2 separate regions of the Gossypium hirsutum genome follow, and region 2 is linked to region 1. Evidence: chromatin contacts called from public Hi-C data. All regions are on one chromosome and are shown on one strand. The core of a region is the stretch at or near the end of the contact, and the rest is flanking DNA. Distances in the headings are between cores, read along the strand shown.

What was found. Hi-C and Micro-C count contacts between places; a contact is called where the count stands out from the background.
Region 2: a Hi-C map of leaf shows a contact between it and region 1, with 2.0 times the contacts expected there. The contact joins the promoter of LOC107897348 here to the promoter of LOC107897353 in region 1. A contact is called at or near these places in 2 of 34 Hi-C or Micro-C datasets (both in leaf).

The regions. Positions count from the first base shown.
Region 1 is chrA10:8,034,322-8,040,286 of Gossypium_hirsutum_v2.1, forward strand. It overlaps LOC107897353 (NADP-dependent malic enzyme), which reads right to left and starts at 3,315. Exons shown (of 20, transcript XM_016822788.2): 1 at 3,001-3,315; 2 at 2,339-2,622; 3 at 1,717-1,837; 4 at 1,525-1,599; 5 at 964-1,115; 6 at 754-859; 7 at 602-667; 8 at 309-404; 9 at 142-213; 10 at 1-50. The coding sequence starts at 3,030.
Region 2 is chrA10:8,352,564-8,358,471 of Gossypium_hirsutum_v2.1, forward strand. It overlaps LOC107897348 (ABC transporter G family member 35), which reads right to left and starts at 3,429. Exons shown (of 21, transcript XM_041079740.1): 1 at 2,844-3,429; 2 at 2,515-2,724; 3 at 2,342-2,426; 4 at 2,023-2,182; 5 at 1,846-1,922; 6 at 1,688-1,741; 7 at 1,325-1,415; 8 at 831-1,132; 9 at 85-683. The coding sequence starts at 3,223.

The DNA.
Region 1 (5,965 bases), core at 2,065-4,564:
CCATATTTAGCAAGCAAATCGAAGGCATTGTGGTTTGCAAAATCTTCAAACTGCAAAAACCGTTTAAGATTCAGAAATATAAACAAACATATCATATATTCCAGCCAATATTCCATTCATATCTCGCTCGAGTTAACTTACCTGAATGAGAACTTTTTCCCCATAGTTCTGCTTGACTGCATTCATGAATTCGTGCATAAGTTCGGCATATTCCTAGAGTCAAGAAGAACAGAACCTTTTAGTATTAAAAACAAAATCTGATTGCCTTCATAACTAAAGCAAAACAAGTGTACTATAAGATTACGTGCCTGCCCAGTAGCTCTCCTTCGCCTAAGCCCTATATAAAATTCATCATTCAACAATTGCTCATTGTTTGTACCCACATCAATGGTTACAGGCAAGCACTGCAAACAGCAGCTGATGTATCAGCCATAGCATGAGGGAAAATATTGCCAAACATGGTTAACAGTAAGATACAGATCATTATGAGGCTTGTCCGGATTCATAACCTCTTAATAAAAGCAATATGCAAAGGAGCCTTCCATCAGTCCTTTAGTAATAAAGCAAAGGGTAGTAAATACTCATCATTACATATACTTACAGCAGAAGGACGAACTCCTCCTAGTGCAGTGTATAAAGAGAGCTTCCCTATAGGAATTCCCATTCCCTGAAAATATAAATTACCATTAACAAGTCAATAACACATGTGAGAGACAGAGGCAGTTATCATTAGATGTCTCCGAGTATTTATACCTGACAGCCAAGGTCCCCTAGACCCAAAATCCTTTCCCCATCAGTGACGACGATGACTTGAATATCCCTCTGAGGCCAATTTCTCAGAACTTCATGAATCTTCCCCCTGCAAAGGACACAAATCAGTGTAATACAACGGGAAAGAAGCTCAAATTCAAGAATCCAATGCCAGCTATAATCTGAGGAACCAATTCTCTATGTGAAACGTACTTTTCTTTCAAACTGATAAAAAGACCCTGAGGGCGCCTGAAGATGCTCCCATATTTCTGACAAGCTTCACCAACAGTTGGGGTATAGACAACAGGCAGTAACTCCTCAACATTGTCGATCAGAAGTTTGTAGAACAGCCTTTCATTTAACTCCTGAAAATGGAAGTGAAACCGAAATCAATTCAAAAGTGTTAAAGTCATTAACAGCAATTGATAAAAGCATAAAGTATTATTTCTTTCTGAGTACGATAGTCCGAATAAAAATTTTTAGAAACACTTAAAACAGAATAAGATTCGGAACTAATGGCAAGGAGGAAGTAAAGATTGTGAAATTAAATAGAGAAAATAAAAATCATAATTTCAAATTTACATAAACTCACAATAATAGGAGGAAACATAATAGCACCAAGCTACACAAATTGAAACATATTGTTAATATAATACGATGAACTAAAGAGAAATAAAATCATGCCATCGGATGCAGCTACATATTTGACATTCAAGAAACATGCAGCAATAATTCCAGCCAGAAACCACCTACGACTTTAGAGCAAACGGTTACCTGCAAATCCATCATGGCCATGTACTTCTGCAGAGGAACTTGATACTGGCGGATACTACACATCATTTTCTTCACCTGGTGAGTAGTGGTAAAATAGTTCATTAAAAACATAGCAAGGATTAAGTAAAATGAACAGAATTCACTGAATGATTCAAGTGAAGTCAAAAAAGATGTACAAAGAGCGTAGATAACCTGAAGTTCTTGGGAAATAACTGTGGGGGGAAGAAGACCACGCAAGTAATAAGAATCTCTTTCTTTCTCATTAAAGGCGAGTCCTTTGTTGTGGTGAGGATCTCGCAACAACGAATACCCACTGCAGTGCATGAAGAAGAGCTTAGTCTTTGAAAGTCTAATTAATTGGATTTTTGAAATTAGAGTAGTTCAATAAACGTATCATTTATTTCCTAGGAATTTCAATCATATCTAACAACCAACACAAAGACAAAACAACAAATCAAAGATCTGAATTGGTAAAATTATTGTTGGCCACAACATCATGATCTAACATTCAATACAAAACAAAGAGTTCACAACAAGCACATCAAAAGGAAAACCATGAACTTAAACACAAAGAAGAACACCAGAAAATAAAATAAGACCCAACACTTCGAAGATCACCTTCGTATTTAAATGTTAAGACAAAAAAGAATGATTCTAGATCTGTCAAACATATATGAAAAATCTCAAAAACCATCATGTCATACCCAGAAAAAAGAAAGCTCATAATAGAGGTGGGAAAAGCCAAAAAAATAAATAAATAAATAAATATTACACGAGAAAGATATTAGTGAAAAGGAAAGTAACAGAATGTTACCTGGCAACAGAGAGAGACCAAGGGGTGACAAGTTGATCGTCGGTGGCGGCGGCGTCATAGTAGAGGTCGCGGTCTTCGCCGGTAACAGTAGGATTGGGGTCCACATCAGCAACAGAAGAAGTGCCATCTTCTTTTATTTCTTTCAATGAGTTGTTGTTTTCAATCAAAACGCTGCTGTTTCGATCCCTGTTGGGGCCTAAAGCTGTGACTTTGACTGAAGCTGGTGGCAGCTTCTTCAGCTTGTATGAGAAAGGGCTTGATGACCCAGAAATGCCAGTGTTATTCTGTTCCCCCCCCCCAAAAAAAAACAAAAAAAGGTCAGTAACGAAATCAAATAAAAAGCAGAACAGACTTTTTATATATATATATATTTGTGGTAAATCTGAGATCTTTAATGTCATAAAAGAAAGCCTTAGATGTTGAATATCTTTCAAAGATGTGCAAAACCAGATAGGAGGGAGGAAAAAGGAAATTTTTATTACAGTACAAGCGCTACAAAGGAAAGACCCTGAAAAAGGTAAACTCATGTGATTTTCAAACTAGAAAAATACCAGCGAAAAAAAAAAGAAACATGAGTTAGAGATATAATAATGATTAAGGTTTAGAAATAAATTATAGGAAATGGGTAGTGAAAATGAAGAATGGGTTGATTAAGAAATTACCAGAAAACAGCTTCTGTGCAAGGAAATCATGGTGAGAGAAAAATGTGGGAAGACAAAAGTCTAGAGCTTTTGTTAGTGGAAATCTCTCAATAGAAACAAGCAAAGCAAAGAAAGGAAAGATGGAAAGGAAGAGCGTTTAGAGAGAAAGGAGATGGGTTATATAAAGCTTCCCTTTCCCTTCCTTTTCCCTTCCCTTGCTCTGCTTTCTCTCTCTACCCGCTGATTTTGTATCTATGAGGAAGAGAAGGAGGAATCGTAAAAAACGTGTCCGGTTTTTATCCTTCTCTGCTACCCTCAGCAGACTTTTGGTGACTGCAAATGACAAGTGGGTAGCTGAGTTTGTCCCTCTATTACGAAAGTGCCACCACCGTCCCCTCAAGTGGGACCTACAAAAAGTGTGGGTCCCAACCCAAGCCAACTTCCTGCGAACCTTGTTTAATTGCTGTATGTTTTAGGTGTGTTGAATTTATGAGTTCGGGTTTGGGTTTTCTGAACAACCAGACACTGGTTGCTTGATTGGTCGTCAACTTGTAACAAAATAAAAATCATAATAATAACAAAATAATTCTTTCTTTTTTTTTTAAGTATTCTTTTGTTTCGGGAGTCGGAATTTTTTCTTAAAAAAAAAGAACTATATAATTATGAGGAGAAATTTTGAGATAAAATTAATGAGGATCTGCTTCGAAATATTCTGCATTAGTACATTGAAAACAATTTTTAATCTAGTTTTGCTGCCGTTAGATTAAGAATTCTTCGAGATTTATAGTGAGATTTGTCATGTTATGATGGTTGAAACATATTTAAAAAGCGCAGGATTCGTTTCATCAAATTTTATGGCCAAGAAAGAGTCTGAGAATGTCTTCTTCATGCAATTGTGTGTGGCAATTTTTCATGTCAATTCCAAGATTTTCGGGAATGTCGTCTTCATGAAATCTTGTCGTCTGTTTATATACGTATTTCTTTTCCTTTTTCTTACCAGTATTTCAATGTTATTGAAATGAAACAGATTAAACATACATATCTAGATTATCTATATTTTGTTATCATGTTTTTAAAATGTGATATTCATTTTAATATATTTGTGTATTTATTTATATTTAATTATAAAAATAACATTAATAAAATATAAATTTAGGAAAGCAGCAGCAGGCATGAGGACAAAGTAAAGTGTAGGGGAGATTTAGGAAAGCAGACATAGTGAGCTCCTCCTCCTCCTTCATTCCCTTTGGTAAAACAAAAATAAAGACATTGGGAGGAAGAAGAAGCCAACTTTCTGAACCACTGTAACATGACAGCCATTTGATTTTTAGTTTCTGGTTCTGGGCCATTTTGTCTGTCGGTTTCTTTATTTCATGTGGCTGATCACTTTTGTCTGACGTGGCTTTTCTAGAGCTAGTTAATTTTTATTTTGAAATGTGTTTTTCAAATTTGCTTTTAAGGAAAATTATTTTTAAAAAGTGTGATAAAAAAATACGAAAAAAAGTGATTCGTTAATTTTTAATAATTTATGTTATTATTAAATATTGTTGTTGAAAGGTTAAAATATTTTTTTTATATTTTTCATGCTATTTTATAGTTTATATTCAAGATTCATAATTAATATAAATTATTTATAAAATTAACAATAAAGTATTTTTAAAGCTTAAATATAATAATAAAATCACTAATTTTGCAAAATGGTAAATTATTTAATCAATAAAACCAAGTAATTTGGTGTTATGAAAACCAAGTAACTGAGAGATCATCACGCATCATGATTTCATATAATAAAACCAAGTGCTTTGCTGTTTTTATTAATTATATGACTCGGAAATTTCTTTATATCATCCCACGTGCTCTGCATTTTACCTTTACAATATTCTATATATTATATAAAAAGAGAGAGGAGATTTTAGGAATTAACAAAATATTTTAGGTAGTATAAAAATAAATAAATATAATTTAGGTATTAAAATTATGAGTGTTCATAGTTCGGTTAAAATTGAATTAATTAATCGAATTAATTTATTTCGGTTAATTGGTTGATGACTAAATTTAATTAGGTTAAAGGTTAGTTAATGATTTTTTTAAAATTTTGATTATCAGTTAATTTAATTTAAAATCGAATAATTAATTGAATTAAATAATATATAATATATTTTTTATATTAGTAATGTATTTTTAACTATTATTCTTTATATTAATCAAAATAAATAATATATATTATAATTTTTTGAACTATTAAAGAAAAATGAACATTAGTAATGTATTTTTTATATGTTTATACTTGTTTTAATCAAAAGATAAAAACATATAAATTTTACGGTTAAATGACCGAATTAATTGAAATATTTCGATTTAGTTAATGTATTTGAAAAAAAAATTTGATTCAGTCAACAGTTAAAGATTTTTACATTTCAAGTAATTGGTTAGGTTAAAAATCGAGCCGCCTGTTTGAACACCCCTAATTAGAACTTAATTAGTTTATAAAATTTAAATTTTATTACATTTTAGTTTTTTTATTTAATGTCAATCTTTATCTATATATTATATAAAACCTTAAAGGAGTCTTTAGAAATTAATAGAGGCAATTTTGAAAAATGATAAACAATACTAATTTATTTTATTAAAAGTAATTTTACTTATACAAAAAATTAATTTATTAAAAGTTAAAAGTTTAACAAGTATTCTTTCAGAAAAAAAATAATTACATCAATTATAATTTAAAATATAATAAAATTTGGTAAAATTTTAAGAAAAATTTATGTTTTTTATAGTGCTTTAATTATCTTTTAATTTTAAATGAGTTGAAATTTAATATTTCAATATTAAAGTTTATTAATTCTTTTACCTAAAATTTATTTTTTATATAAAGATAAAATTTATAATAAAAATAGAATTAATCTTTATTTCAATCATTTTATTTTAGATTTCAAATAGATTTCAATCTGACTGAATAATGATTTTTTAATAAAATATTGGATAA
Region 2 (5,908 bases), core at 2,179-4,678, 320 kb after region 1:
CTACTTTAACTTGTTGTTCAAGTAAGAAAAAAAGAACTCTGTCAGTGCGAAGACATGTAAATAAATTGCTACAATTCAATTTACCTGCTGGCCTCAGGTGCATATCCTACAGTGTAATAAGTTACAGCCATCCAAGCAACTGTTTCCAAAATAGATATCGGAACCCGGAGCAAGAAAGTGGGCAGAGTGAAAGTCCAGACAGGGTGGAATAAGAGGTCTCTTTGCTTGTAGAACACTGGAAGCCTACTAATCATAAGGGAGAGCTCAGCGAAGCCATTGAACATGTTGATGATCATTCCAAACAGAAGTGAGCCAATATAGAGTTGCGCATCGTTCAAATCCCTCTGGTGCATTTCAGTTCTCAAAAAGACAGTAGACGAGATGAATGCCACGATGATAATTTGGACCGTCTTAAACACATAAATAAAAGAATTCCTTTTGATCAATAGCCATTCTTTGTCCCAACAGGCCTTAAGAAGCTCCATTTTGGACATAGAGTATTTCTGGAAGGCCAATGCCGCTCGGTGGCCTCTTGACTTGTCGAAAGGCACAGCTAGCTCACTCTGTAGCTGCATTCCGACATGGAAGTGCTTGAACCTGTTTGCAAATTCAGTTACTGTAATGTATCTGTATGGCTTTCTTTTGTCCGCCCAATATTGTTCTTGGTCCTTCTTTGAGGTAACCTGTCACAGTTTCACTAGCTTGTCACCTTATGTTGCACAAATTGTTTATGTTGTGACTAAACTAAACCACAATTTGCTATTTACTAAAGAGTCGAAAACTCAAGACCATCAGCGATGCAATGGTTCGTGTTTAGGGTCTAAGGTTACCTCTTGCAAAAAGTCAGCAGTTCCTTTCCTCTCGGGACATTTGAAACCACAGCTCTCAAAGAACTCAACAACGTGTTCTCGTGGACCTTGATAGACAATTTGACCCTCAGATAAGAGGATGATATCATCAAAGAGATCGTAAGTCTCTGGAGCAGGCTGCAATAGTGACATCAAGATTGTGCCCTCTGTTAGGTGCACAACCTGCTGCAAGCACTTCACTATCTGGTATGTCGTGGAACTATCAAGACCCGTTGATATTTCATCCATGAATAGTGTCTTGGTGGGACCAACAATCATCTCCCCTATAGTTAAATCAAAATTTTAACGTTATTACAATAAATCTTGAATCAGGACAAAACCCAGGCTCCTTTTAGTATCAAATATTATGGCTTAGTTTTCAATATTATTGAAACCCTGAAGATGAGATAAACATCATAAGATAATGGATTAGAAAAACTAAGTAGGTTTAGGGACTAAAATGAAGAATAATCAACCTGTTGTTACTCTTTTCTTTTGACCTCCGGAAATTCCACGCTGCATCTCGTCTCCAACGATGATATCCTTGCATATGTCGAGCCCCAATATCTGATCAATTCAACAATAGGGACCACAATGACGTTAGAAAAGTTAATCTACTCTTTGTTTTTTCTGCCATTGTAGGTCCACATTCTGTACTTTTTTATTCCAAGGTTTACTGCTTCAGATTAATTTTAACCGTATAGTGATTTGGCAGAATCATTTTCCTCTCATTTTTTAACACTAGGAAAGTGATTGTTTTGTATTAAGGCAAATTCTTTTCTTCGGTGACCCAAAAAAGTTTGGAATTTCATGATTCTTTTTACATTGAATTTACTTACTTTGAGTGTGTAATCAGTGATAAGGCTGCTTTCAATTCCTTCCACTGAAGTTGCCTGAAAAATTCAAACGTTCAAAAGCACGTGATGATGTGGAAATTTGAAATGACAAATCTTTGCTTTATGTAAGAATATTGTGGAATTTATGTTATTGTCCAAACCTTCATGAAAAGGTCTACATCAGCTTCTGGGAAAATCCCTGCATCTTTTTCCCTTCTAGCAAGCTCACTTAACAGATCTTCAAAAAAATTAATAATAATTTTTCAGTAAATCATTAGCCAAAGCATAAACACTTGGTACTTAATTATGAACAAATTGTGTTAAACATATATATATACCGTATCGTGTCCCAACACCCTGACATCTTGCTGAGAAATCCAAGGTTTCTTTCACTGTCATTTCTCCGACATGAACATCATTTTGACTGATATATGCGGATGTCTTTCTAGCAACAAATTCCTTTAGTTTATATCCGTTGTATGTGACTTCTCCTTTAACCTGTTTCATACATTAACAGAAACATCAGGTTGTGTTTACTGTTAACTAATACCAAACTTTATAATTAACACACCAACATAACATAAAAATACTATATAAAACACAAATTATTAACGCAATAATTTTTAAACGAATATATTTGATTAGACTGTAACTTACCCTTAAGCTTGGGTCCAACTTATCGGCCAATGCCAGCAAAAGGGTTGTTTTCCCAGAAGAGGGTGGGCCTAGTAAGAGTGTCATCCTACAAATATATATATAGAGAGAGGTAAAGACAAAATGTAATGACAAACTAAATTATTATATCGTGACAAGAAGAAAGTTGCAGGTACCTTGATGGTTTAATAATCCCAGAAGCATCTTTAAGAATTGTGAGGTTTGCTTTCTTGGCAAAACTGATTCCAAGGAGGCCAAGAGCCGATTCTGCAAGGTTTCTAGCAGAGTTTACAAGAGTTGGAAGAGCTCTGCTGCCAACGTAGCAGTCGGCTTCAATCGTCAGATGGTTGAATCTAACTTCTACTGTTGGAAGTGTAATCCCAACCCTGTCATCCCAACAAATTGCGTAATCAATTAACAGAAAACACTTAAAACATTATTAAATTTATATATGATACCAAGATTTTAAATTTATATTTGTAAATGAAGAAAGATGGAAACTTACTTATCGATCCTGTTTCTGAACTTCTTCAAGAATTTCTCATTATCTTCCTCAGCAACCTTGAAGAGCATGTCGATGAATTTTTGTCTGTCGTTCATGTCAAGGTTTCTAACATCAACCTCTCTATGTTCCATCTTGTTGCCAATGATTTCATGATCCACAAAGGACTGCATGATGCTTGTCCTCAGCCTATCATATGTGGGTAGTCTCTCGATAGCAGCCCATTTTAGAGCTTCTTCATCATCTTCCACACGGCTACTTCTTCTGGAACCTGAAAACACATCTTCCATGTTCCAACTACTCCTACTTAAGCTCCTCCCTATGCTGCTATGCCCCGTTCTTCTGCTGGGATTTCGACTTCGAACTCTTTCTAAACCATCCATATTTTTGCCTTCTTCTTTTTCTTTTCTTTTTTTTTTACTTTTTCCTCCCAATAATTCTTGAACCCAAAAGAAAAATGTTCTCACCCTCTATTTCAATGTAGACAAGTGTTGGTTCCTTTCTTTTGGGGGGTAGGGAGCAGATAAAGAAGTGTAAGTTCAATAGAGATTGAAGGAGAATATATATATACAGGCAGTGCGAGTCATTGACGGAGTGAAAAATAAAAAAGGGACAGCCAGCTTGGTGGCTGAAAGGTTGGCTATTTGGCCTTTTGTTGAAGGAAAACTAGGGAATTCAAATATGAGGGGCTTGTTGGATTCTTTGAAAGTCAATAGCGGTTCTTCTCTTGCAACATTTAACAATTCATACCTCATCTTAGACCAAGTACATTTCATTTTTCATATCACCATAATATTATTCGCCAACCATCACAAGACCTTGTATATTCCCTTCTTTTCATTTTTTTTTTATTATTATTAAATGATTATTAAATTTGGGAATACTGCGCAAGCTGGGCTGAGTATAATATGAGATTGGACCAAAACAAATTATGAAGTTTAGGTCGCCGCCTTACCTCATCTGTGAACAACTATTAAGTTTATATCTAAAATGAAATGATAAATCATTTTAAAACTAAGTAAATTTATTTCTTTTGCAAAATATAATTTTTTAAATATGTAATATATAAAAGTAATATAGCATAAAATCGGACAATTCGGAATTAATAATCGTTAGATGTAGTGATAAATAATGTTTTTAAAATAAGATTGGTGATAAAATCGATCATATCATTAATTTTTATTCCGATCAATATGATTGATTTGATTAATCTTTCAGTCTAATTCCATCAATTTATATCGATTCGTGAGTCAATCAATTTAATTTTATATTTCAAATTAATATGTGATCCAATTTGATCCTGAAAATAATAAATTCTTAATTTAGACGTCAAACAAAACATTATTAAGTCTAAAATATTAATAAATCGAAACATAAAATATGAATTCTTTCTAAAAAAACATCTTCTATTTGGAAGATTCCATGGACTTTTCTAAATGGATATAAGACATTTAATACACGTTTGAGGTAGTAGAAACAAATTGTATTGAGAAAAGATTGGTTTCCGAGAAGTCGCACCAATCGGATACATTTAGTTCAATATCCGTATCGTTTTCAAGGACTGTGGAATGAGAAGAAATAGTGATTAAAAATTAGGTGAAATTATGTTATTAATCCCTATATTCTATGTAAATTATAAATTTATAAATATAATTTTTCTATTCTAATTTGGTCACATTTAGTTACTCCTTTTCAAATTTTAATATTACAGTCCTAATCCAAATAGTATTAATTAATTTTATTAAATTAAATTTTACTATTGATCCTATAAATTGTAAATTTAATCTATATTCTCTAATCTATTCTTTTTTAAAATTTTAAACTTGAATCAGTTAACTAAAAGAATTTGGGTTTTGTGGGTATTAAATTGAAATATGCCACAACCTAGGAGGCGGCTATGACAAAATTACAATATATAATTTCTTACATAAATTGATTCATAACAAAAATCTTGACTTATTGACATTTTTCCTAACCATTGGATTCATGTGTACCAGCTACTGGTCGTTACTGCCTTTGGCTCGCTGGCTCAACTGCAAGTTGTCATTCTTTTTGCCTTCAACTGTATCAACTCCACTTTTTTGTTGAATTGGCTTCATTTTATAAATATTAAAGATTAAAATTATTGAATTGTTTAAATTTAGGATTAAATAGATAGAATGTATAAATATTAGAGGCTAAATTTATTATTAAGTCAATAAAATATAAAACTAACGGTGAAAATAGAAGTTGTCAAACAGTTGAGTGACTATTCTACCCAAACTTAATTAAATTCAAAGCGGCATCTGATTTAATAATAGTTTGTAGGCTACAGCTACTTGTTGCTCCTATTATATAACTATTTTTTGACGCATTAAAAGCTATTAGAATTTAATAAACAAAAGGTATTAGAATATTAATTTTTTGTTTTAGTCGTTTTCCGGCTTCTAGAATGTAGAATTTTCTTTTTAACTTTGTTGAATTTTACAATTATTTGATTAATTTCTTTAATCTTGACTGTTCGTTGTTTGTATTAACAGAACAATTTTTTTTAGTTTTTATGTTAGGCTTTTATTTTACATATATTTCTATTTGATCGTTAGTTTGTAACGATTAATTTTGGTGATAATTGATTATAATGATAATGTTTGTTAATCGTCGTTAGTTAAAATATTATGTTTTTTCTTTATTATTTTAATAAAAAACAATAAAAATATTAAATAAACAAACAGATTAATATTAAGTAATAATTTAAATAATTTATTCTTGTCGATAGCAAGACGTGAACAGTTTATCTGACGGCTCGAGAGCCCTAAATATCATCTTGTGGTTTTAATTTTAAGGTTGTGCTTGCTAAAATGATTTAAAAAAATGAAACATGAAAATTTAAAGAGAGAGAAAATTAGAAAGGTAAAAAATATTTTTTTTATTTATAAATATGTTTTGTAGAAAAGATGAAAAAAATTGAAGGAAAAGTTAATTTTATTTCTATACATTATTTTGCATAGTTGAAAAATGAAAAGAAAGAAAAATAAAACATTAAAAAATGTATATTTTTAAACACACTCAAAATTTATTTTCTTTTCCAT